Regions from separate parts of the Mus musculus genome. Here all the other regions are linked to region 3. Evidence: chromatin contacts called from public Hi-C and promoter capture Hi-C data. All regions are on one chromosome and are shown on one strand. Each heading gives the region's core, a stretch centred on a gene start, on an enhancer-like site or on the middle of the called end of the contact. The rest is flanking DNA. Distances are from core to core; before and after follow the strand shown.

The links. Promoter capture Hi-C pulls out the DNA fragments that hold promoters and counts their contacts. A called contact is a pair of places that touch in the nucleus more often than the background predicts. Capture Hi-C pulls out chosen DNA fragments and counts their contacts.
Region 1: a contact with region 3 is called in a promoter capture Hi-C map of adipose tissue, with 4 times the contacts expected there. The contact joins the promoter of Prkacb here to the promoter of Odf2l in region 3. A contact is called at or near these places in 1 of 39 promoter capture datasets (pre-B cells), 5 of 484 Hi-C or Micro-C datasets (CD4 T cells, CD8 T cells, double positive thymocytes and 1 more) and 2 of 9 other capture datasets (adipose tissue and liver).
Region 2: a Hi-C map of pre-B cells shows a contact between it and region 3, with 9 times the contacts expected there. The contact joins the promoter of Spata1 here to the promoter of Odf2l in region 3. A contact is called at or near these places in 2 of 39 promoter capture datasets (liver and pre-B cells), 2 of 484 Hi-C or Micro-C datasets (pre-B cells and uterus), 1 of 115 datasets of contacts at active chromatin or transcription factors (pancreatic cancer cells) and 1 of 9 other capture datasets (adipose tissue).
Region 4: a contact with region 3 is called in a promoter capture Hi-C map of pre-B cells, with 2.5 times the contacts expected there. The contact joins the promoter of Ssx2ip here to the promoter of Odf2l in region 3.

Annotation. Positions count from the first base shown.
Region 1 is chr3:146,811,431-146,814,343 of GRCm38.p6, forward strand. It overlaps Prkacb (protein kinase, cAMP dependent, catalytic, beta), which reads right to left and starts at 1,516. Exons shown (of 10, transcript NM_011100.4): 1 at 1,208-1,516. The coding sequence starts at 1,253. It overlaps LOC115486180 (a long non-coding RNA gene), which reads right to left and starts at 1,200. Exons shown (of 2, transcript XR_003954577.1): 1 at 771-1,200.
Region 2 is chr3:146,498,487-146,501,186 of GRCm38.p6, forward strand. It overlaps Spata1 (spermatogenesis associated 1), which reads right to left and starts at 1,307. Exons shown (of 15, transcript NM_001316756.2): 1 at 1,169-1,307. Gng5 (guanine nucleotide binding protein (G protein), gamma 5) reads left to right here and starts at 1,350. Exons shown (of 3, transcript NM_010318.2): 1 at 1,350-1,534. The coding sequence starts at 1,454.
Region 3 is chr3:145,117,335-145,120,357 of GRCm38.p6, forward strand. Odf2l (outer dense fiber of sperm tails 2-like) reads left to right here and starts at 1,255. Exons shown (of 17, transcript NM_001162538.1): 1 at 1,255-1,448. Gm40163 (a long non-coding RNA gene) reads right to left here and starts at 1,079. Exons shown (of 2, transcript XR_867692.2): 1 at 1,009-1,079.
Region 4 is chr3:146,403,272-146,405,971 of GRCm38.p6, forward strand. Ssx2ip (synovial sarcoma, X 2 interacting protein) reads left to right here and starts at 1,371. Exons shown (of 14, transcript NM_001355661.1): 1 at 1,371-1,664.

The DNA of each region.
Region 1 (2,913 bases), core at 266-2,765, 1.7 Mb after region 3:
TCCTAATTCTACATCGGCTTTTCAAGTTGTCACATGCTCACCAACAGTTTGCCCTGCTGTTCCATGCCCTGGAACGAACCTTATTGATGAAACATAACCCGTTAAATCTGACTGTTGTTTACATTCCACAAAAGCAATAGCTAGACTCTCTTCTGTCAACTCAACTCTGCTTTGTTCATGAGAATCAAAAGCTGTTTGCTTCAAGCTAATTACAAGATTGGCTTCATTCTTCTGTTATAAACACAGACACAATGGAAGACGTTACTTACAGTAACACGAACAAATTGTCAGACTTACTTCAAGGACTGAGATGTCATTAACCTATGGCAATGTAACAAAAGTCAGGGACCGTTCTCTAATTATTGTGAATTATAAATTATAATATGAGCCGAATAATGGCACACAATTTTCTCACAGCCTGTTACACAACACGCATATATGTGTATGCTTACATATAAAACCAAGTTGCTACACAGAAACTCAATTCCCACGACCCTTTTGTCTTGAAATTTTGTACACAGTACTGAACGTCTGAACTTTCAGCTCTCGGAAGAAAGCACTTCAACTCTGAAATGCCTCTAAGTTTTACAGGCATCCTGGAACATTCCTGGATGTCTAGAGTAAACGCAACGCTGTCTCACTTATTTTTCCTCGAATGGATAAAGTTGCTGCTTGTATTTATGTCTGCCATCTCTAATCTCTTGGGTGAAAGAAAGAGCCTTAGACACTAAGGGTTAACGTCACCTTTGGAGACCCTCACGGACACTCACCTTGTGAGAAAACTGATATACATCCAGGAGAAGGAGAAAAAGCCAAGTCAACCCAAACGTACTACCTGTGGCTCCCTTAAAGGAGGGTCTGGGTGTTGGGGGCTCTGGGAGAAAGAAGAGCTAAGGGTGCGATCACAAAAGGACCATATTTGGGGACGCGTTCCAGACCGTGGCAGCCCTCCTCGCTCTAGTAAGAAAGGGGATCACAGGGACCTCGCTGCCCGCCTTCCCTCTCTCCAGTGAGCCCCGGGGCTTGGCCCTCACCCCCGAGCCTTCGTGGGGGAGGGGACAGAGGAGGAGGCGGCCGGCCCCCGCGGCCACTGCAAGGCCCGGCCCGTGGCTCGCGCGCGGCCTTGGGGGGGACACCGGCCCAGGGCGCTGCACCGCGCGGCGGCCCATCCGGCGGGAACCCAGCCAGGGCCTTCGACTCGACTCACCGCTCTCCACTTCGCTGCCTTTCTTGGCGATCGCAGTGTTCCCCATGACCCGGGAGTCCGCAAGCAGGGATGACGGAGGGGAGGGGACCGGGGCCGTCCCGCCGCCCGCCCCGCAGTCGGCAGCAACTTTGGCTAGGCTTTGGCTAGGCTCCCGCAGACCCTAGAGCGCGGCGTCCGGCTGCACGGAGGGGCTGGGTGTCCGGGAGAGATGCTGAGAGCTCTCCGGCAGAGACCGGGACCGTGGCGGTGGCGGCGGTGGCGGCGGTGGCGGCGGCGGCAGCGGCGGCGCGCGGACACTCCCCCTTCCCGAGCCCGCCCTCCACGCGCGTCCCCGACACGGCGCGTCCCCAGGAGCCGCACACCCGGACTGCGACCTCCGCCTCTTTCCGGGCGGGCGCGCCGGAAGTGACGCGGTCAAGCCCCCCGGCGGGCGGGAGCCCCTCTGTGCAGGGTTGTAGCGGTAACTTATTGCTTGTTGCGTGGATGCTGGGCTTGGCCGCGGAGGCTAAGCTCGAAGTAGCGAGGGACGTGGGGACCGTTAGTTTGGAAGCACCCCAGATCCTTCCTCGGCCTGGCATCCGGTGCCCCAGAGCCGGGCGGGGGGCACAGTGCCAGGGCTCGGCCTGCTCCCGCATCCGTGTGGCCCGCGTTCCGCACGCCGTGGTTGCTCTCGCTTGATCTTCCTGCGTGGCTGCAGGGACGTGCGTGCGCCCCTCCGCGTCCTGCCGACCCTGCTGACCCTGAGGTCAGCGTTGGCCAGGAATGTCTTTTCTCAGCTCCCAGCTGTCATTGGAACTTCTTCCCTTCGCTCTTCTAGGTATTCTCCCAACACACCAGGTCAATCACCAACATTCTTGACAGCTTATCCCTTCCCGAGTTCCTTCTTCATGGTCTCACCTGATTGCCCTCACAAATTCTGTCAGGCTTTCTAAGGAGAGATATGGGAATGTGTTGCCTGTTTTACACAAGTACGTTATGTGCATCAACACAGTCACAAATTTCAAAATAAACGCATTCCCAATTGATTGTTGCGCTTCCATGCATCTGAGAGTACTTGAGCTTTTCCGTGAGGTTATTAGAAATTAATCACCTAGCCCTCTGGTAGTTTTTGTTCTGGTTTTTTTTTTTTTTTTTTTTTTTTTGAGCTTTTGCTATCTAAAAAAAAAGCATTCCAAATTTAGAACAGAAAGATTAACTTCTGGAAGGGCAGAGACCATGTAAGTTTATTTTGTGTCTGCAGCACAAACCACAGTTGGCGCGTAATGAACGGATGGTTGTTGGCTGCTAAGGAGATTTCCCAGAACATTTTAAAAGTTTTGTTATTGGGGAAAAAAAGTAGCGGTGAGTGGAAGATTCTAAACAGATTCATACTTCTATTATTGGCAATTATGTTAAATTACCAAGCATGTACACCAAGTATACTGCGTTCTAAGTGTTGTACAAATAGTAATTAGTTTCCTCATAAAGTCCCTATGCAAATGTGGCAAGACTATCATTGTTTTACTTAAGATCCACAGAGGCACAGAGACATTAAAGGACTTATCCAAAGCTAATTAGAAGACCTTGAAATGAAGAAGGTAAAGCCATACCATCTCAAAAAGCGCCAGAATGGTATATTTATTATTTCTATTTAAAATCAATTGAAAGGTTATAACTTCAGAATAGACCATTGGTGCTCTTTCATTTCAACAAGCCATATTGTGTGG
Region 2 (2,700 bases), core at 57-2,556, 1.4 Mb after region 3:
GTTAATCTTAGAAATCTGCATTTTAGCATACATTACAGGTAACAAGGCACAAAGTAAAATATTTGTGTTACATTTTGCATTAATTAATTTATTTTGGAGGCACAAGCCTTTAATCACAATGCTTGGAAGGCTGTGGGTTTCGAGGCCAGCCTGGTCTACATGGAGTTTCAGGCCAGCCAGAACTACAAAGTGAGACCCTGTCTCAAACAATATGGTTTGTTCGTTCACTTTTTAAATTATGTATTAATTAATGTACGTGTGTGAATGCAAACGTTCCCAGACTCCAGTGAGGGTGACAGTAGCCCAGGACTTGGTGCTTTTGAGTTGCCCAGTGTGGGTGGTGGGAAGTGTGACCTTAGGTCCTCTGCACGAGGGCTCAGTTCCCCAGTCCTCTAACTGCCATCTTCCAGCCTCAGTTTTCGTATTCTTTACACATATAATTTCATTTCGTTTCATTTTTTTTTTCCAAGAAATCCAGGGAGCGTTTTAACTTCGGCAGTTTAAACGGCTTGCCCAAGCACACCAGGGCTAAATTCAAACCCAAGTTTCTTAGATGGTCACTGTTAAGGACTGGGTAAAACCCCAAACTGATATTAACTGCTCAGTAACGCGATGTGTTGGCCCAGAGCAAACCATGTCATTTTTCTCAGTATCCCAAAGAAACAGCACTCACGACGAACCTCCTGTTTAGAGATGTTAGGTCTCAACAGGACTAATTTAAATCTTACTAAACTTTTGAGTCCTTCTGAAAACCCCTCTGGGGTTCATCAGTTACAAGCACGAAGTCAGCAATTACAGGGACATCAAAAGAGCAAACGATCCCCGAACGCGAACGCTTTATTTTTTAAAAAAGCACGGGGGACAGATTCCAGAAAGACAGGGCTAACAGGAAGCTGTGCGGGGCGGCTCGCACCTCTCGGCGACAGGCCAGCCTCCGACCGTCCAGGGTCCCGCGGCCCGGGTCCGTTACGGCGCCCTGGGCCCCGGGCTGGGCGAGCTGCGGCCGGCGCCGCCGGTTCACCCGAGGGCGCCTCACACAGGGCTGAGCTGGCGGGACTTGGGACGTGTCACGGACGCCCCGAGGCAGCGCGGCCACGTCCCTCACCCCGCCGTCGGTCGCGGACCTCCCTCCCCGCGCTCCCGAGTCCGCCCCGGGGCGTCCTCTTACCTCGCCCTACCCAGCCCCTCCAGAGGCGGAAGGCGCCGGCCGGGCGTCGGGCCGCACCGCCCCCGTCGCCACCGCGCCCACCGGCCGCTCCGCCCCTTCTCTCTCTCTCGCGCGCGCGGGGGGAGCCCGCGGCCGTCCCGGGGGGAGGGGGAGGGGGCGTCGGCGCGCATGCGCGGCGCGCACAGCCCCGGAAACTTCGACGAAGTTCGGAGCCCCGCCCCCGCCGTCCCGCGACCTGCCGCCCCCTGCCCGGACTGACGAGTCGGCCCGGCTGTCCCGAGCGCCATGTCGGGTTCTTCTAGCGTCGCCGCCATGAAGAAGGTGGTCCAGCAGCTCCGGCTGGAGGCCGGGCTCAACCGCGTGAAGGTGAGCGGGCGTGGGCGGGCGGTGGGCCCCGGGGTTGGGGGGAAGCGCGAGCCGACACGCGGCTCCTCTGGCCGGGCTGTGGGCCGAGGGCGAGGAGGGGGCCCGCCCTTCCGCCGCCCGCCGACTCTCGGCGGCCCCGGCGGGTCTCGCCAGCGACTTCCGTCTCGCACGTCTCACCCAGGCTCACTCCCAGCCCTCGTCCTTTGAACACACACGAGTCCGCCTGGGTAGCTCCGGATGGCGGCCTGATGAGCAACTTTTGTTTGCGGATCGTCCCGGGAGTCTCCGGACTCCACCTTTGTGGGGGTCCAGCCTCGAACAAAGAGGTGTTTGCAGCAGACGCCGCGGCGTGCTCGGCTGACCTTGCTGGGGTGTCTGTTTACCCGAGAAACCGCTGGCCGCTGGCCTGGGAGCTTGCGGTCTGGTTGGGGGGTCGGGTCTTGGGCTGTTGACTTTTAGGGAAAGGCTGTCCTTGTTGGTAGACAGCTAGGCATTCAGACGCTTTGGCTCTAAGGACCGTTTGGTTTATTTTTTTCAACTCCTAAACGGATTTGGCCTCTTTCTGACGTAATAGGTCGGGTTACATGTGAAACACTTCCCGGTGATTATAAAAAGAAACAAGAATATAAGTCGCCTTGCTAGACCCTGCCAGTTTCCAAGGTGATTTGATTTTATATTCAGCAGGCTAGTCCTTATTTCTAACGTGCTTTTGGAGAAGGCTTCTATTTAGCTTTCTTCTCAAGTAGAAATGTCAGAGACTGCTCAACTTCCTTGTGGTAACCATAGGAGGAGGGTAGGGAGACGCCCAATCAGTCTTGGTTTGGACTCTAATCATATTCTCACTTTTCATCCAAGTGACTTAGTCTTGGCCAGATTAGAGCTCTGAAATTTGAAGTGATCTATTGATCATCATCATTCATATATAATAACTGTCATAAAGTAGGCCAGGAAGGAAAAAAATAGTGGGTTGGGGGAGGAAATAAAGACAGGTACGTGTAGTAATTACAGTGGCGGTACTTAACCCTGGTGGCCCAAAGCAGTGAGCTAGCTCCCAGAGGAGGACTTCCTTTTCTTTGAAAACCCTACCTGCTCTGTGGCTACCTCCTAGCTTCTCTTGCCTTGCGTCCTAATTCTTCTGAAGGCTTCTCACTGGGATGACTCGAGCC
Region 3 (3,023 bases), core at 5-2,504:
GAGAGAAGAGCTTCAAGCTACTTATGCAGAAGGTGCATATTGAAGTGGCTTGTTGTTTTTGACTGTGGAATATCATTCCATTGTATTGAATATGTAATCAATTTTCCTGCTGGTAAACATTCAATCTACTTGCCATTTTTAGCTATTATAAACAAACTTGCTATTTATGACTTTCTTATAGAATATTTCATAAACATGTATTTTCATTTTCCTCACCTAGGCGAACAGCTCCCTATGGAAACTCCCTAAGAAGCACAGCATCTGGCTCTGAAGAGCTTGTACTAGCCATACTGAAGGGCCGACAGTTCAGCTCCTAGCTGACATTTCCCATAGCTACCATTTTACTCTATCTACTAGAAGTATGCGCTGCTTCGATATGCTGTTCATTTTTATATCTCTTCCTGTGGTGGAACCTGAGGGAGTGGAGCGGAGGAACGAGGCAGACTAACGCCGCATGCAATAGCCAACTTTATTCAGAGCATCAGACAGTGTATACCCTGAGTGCTAAGAAAGGTCACTTGAGTATATAAGAAGGACAAGGTGCACGCGGCAAAAACATGTTTGTTTGTTTGTTTCCCATAGAGGCAAATAAATGGATAATAGCCAGTTGTACAAAAACTCGGACGTAAACTCACTCCTATCTACTACACCTGGGAGGTGCATGAAAACATTCCAAGAACAATGACAAAACTCCCAAAATCTCATAAGGAAAACAAAACAAAACAAAATAAACAAACAAAAAACCACTACTAGGTCCTACCAAGATCTCATTTGGCCGGTTCAGCAGTTTAGAAAGCACAGCAGCTTTATCTAAGGACTTAGGAGGACTTGAACGACATTTTGGAGAACCTGCTGACTATGTTTTTAAAGAAGAAAAACTCCTGTGGGGGATAATGCCATACACTGGAAAGGTTTTTCTGTCTTGGGTTTTTTCAAATCCTAGCTACAAAAAAGGGCAAAAGCAGGGAAGTCATTTTTCGATCCAGTGTCAAGAGACTCGGAACGGACCTTCCTTCCCTGCTAGGATGAGAGCGGTTGAGATTTTCGGTCAGCGACGCACAAAAGCTACGCCTTTTCTCAAAGCTAAAGCTTTTGAAAAATCTCACTAGAGAAACCAGAGCAGAGACAACCCCCCGCCGGCCACGCCCCCTCACTCCCTCCAATCACAGCAGGAACGGCGCTCGCGCTCTAGAGCTCCCGACCAATTAGCTGCGTCGGAGCGGGCCGATGAGGGCGGGGCGTCCGTTTCCACAGAAACCGCAGGCCGGTTACTAGCAACGTTGAGCTCCAAGGTGGACGCGCTCAGGCCGCCGCTGCCTGTTCTGGTGACTCGTCAGCTTCTCTCCCCGCGCTCCCTGCCCTTCCCTCTGGCCTCCTACTCTCTCTGCACTCTCCGCCTGCTGCAGTGACCCAGGGCCGGGCAGGCCTCAGAGAGGCCTCCGGCCATTGTAGGTAGTGGCGGCGGCGGGGGATGACGTCAGGGCGACGGGCGGACGGGCGGGCGGGCGCGAGTCTGGGGTGGGCTCTGAGGGCGGGCCGCGCGTGACCCTAGGCACCCGGAAGTGAAACCCGTGGTGCCCACCCCTCCTGAACAGTATGTGTTTGGTGCTCAGGTCCTCACTGTCACCCAGAGGAAAGCGGACATTGTGCCCCTGCTTCCCGCGGTGTGGTCTCGGGGCGCCGGGGAGAAGTTAGCGGGGGATAGGGTCCCTGCAGAGCGAGGGTCCGGGTTTGGGGGTGTTTCCGACATAGTGTTTTCCTAATCTTGAGCTCACCCGATGCCAGTCCAGTTCTTGACGTACCCCGAGTCATGTCCCCTGTCTCTGGCACTGAATATGTCAGTTGAGTAACCTTAACCTAACGGTGGCTGCTATTGGTGACCCTAAAGACCAAGTTTCTCTGTCACGCCATGGCTTACAAGGGTGTCAAATGTTTGAGGGTACGAGTGCCTCTGGTTTAGGTAAAGGATCAAACTGTAGAAATCGTGCCTGTTTGTAAGCTTTACTTCATACCTTTGATTAATGGTGAGACCGGCCATATTTGTAATTTTTAATAGCAAAGTATTATTATTGCTGTTTTCTGCTAATTCTACAACTGGTGTATATTAATAGTTTTAGTCTTTGCTTTTCGAGCGTCTCAAGATCTGAGCAGATAGCCTCATTTATTCGTCACTTTTGTTAACTCCATACAGACAAATGGGAGTCAGGATGAGTATAGAAACGATCCGTTGCAGGCCACTGATGCCCCCAACCCCCACCCTCTGGTTTAGTAGTTCTCCATTTATGACTGCTTCAGCAATGACTTTCTACAAAGAACAGATAGGTCTTCAAGGTTGTTCTGTAAAATCAGTTCTGATCAACTCAGGCTTGTAAGTAAATTTAAGGTAGGTTGGTTAATTCAGGATAATTACTTTAAAAAGGAGAAAGTGGAAAAAACGTGAAGATTGCTGAGCTGCCCCGCAGAGTGGGCCAGATGGCATCTAAGTTTAAAGGTGGGATAAAGTAAGATGAGTCCAGGGATTCTACTTCTTGCTCAGTGTGTCACCGTGACTCTAAACCACCCCTGTTGCTGTCCTTGATGGTCATCCGTGGTCCTAACATCTGCAGTATCCTGGGATCTTTAACCAGTGGCCTCTTCTGTCCTTTCATTGTACCAGTCCTCAGTTTCTTTCCGTGACACTTGCAATCCTTGTGTATCCACTGCATTTCTCCAATAACATCTCCTGGGCTTTCCTTAGAAACCCTTGCCTAATCATTCCAAGCCTCGGTTTGTATTCATTGCCTCTTCAGTCCTGAGGCCTGCACTACGATGGGGGGCTGCTCTGTCATCGGTGGCTTTCTGACCTCTATGCTGGTCTCCAGTCCTGTCATACGGTGTCAACCCTCAGCTGCTCTCCGTGGTCCCTTTACTCCTTGAAAACCAGAGCCATGTGGAAAACTCCTAACACATTACTAAGTTTAGCTACCACTTAAGGTACAGCCTTGGCCTCCCTGAACCACCGCTTCCCAGAAGAGTTCACCTCA
Region 4 (2,700 bases), core at 121-2,620, 1.3 Mb after region 3:
CATAGAATATGTACATTATTATACAAACAAGCCTTATGCCCACAGCAGCCATTGAACATTCATGGAGGCCCGTGCCCTGCTCTCTCTGTTCCAGGGGTGGGACCATACCATGCTGTCCCTTGCACGGCCAAGCCGGACTCAGCATTTAAAGAATAAATGCCACGTTAAGATGTTTCTTGAGAGAGGAAAAGGAGTGTTTTGGAGAGTGGACAAGGGAACTTTCAGAACACCCCCTCGGATGCAGAGGGAGCAACCTCACCCCACTAATGGTCTAACTTCGAGAGTAAGACAGTCATTGGCAGTAATTTCTCACTGGCACTGTGCTCCAAAGCGCCTTTGTAATGATGTATCCTTGCTACCTGTATTTAGCATCCAATCTCCTTCAAATCCATTGTTCATTTCTGCACTCTGATCTTCTACCTAGCACTGTGGGCATGTGTAGTCCTTGTTCCTCTCTGTCTTGTTCTTCTGTGGCAGTGGTGTATTTCTTGTGTTCCTTTTACGATGTTTTGTTCTCACAGGAGCCACTTAACCCCAAACCTCTTTTTTTTTTTCCTCTTGAGTAAACAGCTTGCTAGAACCCCACCACCCTACCCTTTACTAAGGTTTCTCCATTTTCCTTTCCCAGGGGAACTTTAGGTGAAAATAGTAGGGAGAGGCAAGTGGATTTGGCCAATTGCCACTGTCCTACATTTTCTTGGCACTCATGGAGAGGGCCTAGGGAGTTTTTCATCAAGGTCTAGTTCACAAGTACCTTTTCTTAGTTTCCCTTTCCAGCTGTCTCCTCCCTAGGTCCCTTCCTTTGCCTTAGTTTGTTTTATTCACTACTTGAGCTTCTCTCATAACGCCCAGGCTAGCCTCAAGCTGCCAATGACCTTGTACTTCAATTCTGCCGGATCACAGACCCTCACATGCGTTCTGTGCAGTCCTGAGGAATGAACTCGGGGTTTCACGCGCACTACCCTGGCCCTGGTTTTACACGGATTTCTGTGCATTGGCGCATTGATTCCAGAGGCCACTACCTTCCTTCTCCAGGGCCTGACCTAATTCTGGAATGCCCCGGTGTCTCTCCGTTCTGGGGAGCGCACCTGGTTCTCCAGAGAGCATTGGGGTTCAGGGGTGGCCTCAGAGGCCCGGCTCTAAAGCGGCTAGGACCCTCCTCTTGTCCCCGTGGAGAGCTGGGGGCGGGGAGCAGCGGCCGGGTGACCCCGGGTGTAACAGGTGCGGTAGCCGCAGCTGCGCGGGGGAGAGCGGCTTGGCGTCTGCTGGGGGTTGTCGGAGGCTAGTCCTCGCTGGACCAATGCGGGCCGCGGTTGTTCGTCGCCTGGCAACCGGCGGAGCCAATGGGCGGCGCCAGCGCGGGGCGGGGTGGGATGGGCGCCCGCCGAGGAAAGCGGCGAGAGGCGGGCCGGGCGGACCGGGCGGGCTGGAGGCTGCGCGGAGCCGCTGCGTGCCGCCGCGGGTGCGGGCCCGCGGGCTGCGGGAGGCGTGAGCCGCTCCCGGAGCCGTGACGGTGAGCGGCGGGATTGTGACGCGCAGGCGGGGAGGAGGGCACCGGGCTGGACGTGGACGCAGGCACCGGGGCCGACTCTGGGCGGGCTCGTCGCGGCCGTTGCAGCGGTTGGAGAGCGTTGCTGCCCGCCGCCTGCAGCGGAAAGTGCGAGGTAGGTGCTGGGGGGGCCCCGCGCCCTTTCGGGATGCGGCGCGGGCGCGCGCGGGGTCCCTTTGGCCCGACCGCGCGGGCTTGGCGAGTCCTCCGAGGCTGCCGCAGGACTTAGCGAGTGAGGTCTGCCGCTGCTGCAGGGGTAGGTGGCTCATAGTGGTCCAGCCCCACGTTTAGGGGAAGAACTTACATCATCGCAGGGGCAGGCTTGTTTGAGAAATTATTTGGCCCCGGATTTTCCAGTGGTGTAGAGTGCGTAAATGGTGAGCTCTGTCCGGGTCAGCACATATTTCTCCTGGTGCAGATTGCTGGGTTATGCAAGTCACCTGGGCCCAGGAAATAAAACTTGCCCAATAATTCCCCATCAGCACCAGTAGAGGAATCTTTACATTAATACCCACAGTTCAGGCTCCTTAGTCCTGCGTGTCAGATTCATAACCAGCCACGCCGATGCAGTTGTGAGAGCCGGGAGTTTCTTCTAGAATCCAGGCTGGATGAAAGGTGGAGCCCAAGGATGAGAGCCTTCTGGATTTGATATTTGCTTCAATTCAGTTTAGAGTCCAGGCCTGGAGTTAGCTGAAAATAGTGCTACCATGGAGCCCGCAAGGTTCCGGAGGAAAACCTTTCTAGTCCCAAATTTGATCTTGAACGGAAAGGTCTGTATATGACGTGACACATTTACGAGGCTGGATAAAATTCAAAACCGTCGATCCAGCTAGCAAAACTTAAGCCATCCAATCTCCTTACTCCCCAAGAGCCTGTGGGCCCACGAAGCTTAGAGTGTTCATTCAAACTAAACAAGAAAAGCTGTGCTCCCAGTCGACACTTTGTCCTGCCCGGTGTGCACAGAAGTTCCTCGTACAAAGTGGCTCTCTGAGAGGATTAGGAATGGATAGAATTCAAACCGGGGCGTTTTCTTTGGTAACTGTTGGGGCCCCTACAGCCTGTCATTTTACACCCTTCCTTTCCTTCTTGTTCTCCATCTGTACAGGGAAGATAATAGGTCCAGGGATTAAGTAACAGGGCCACAGCAGCTT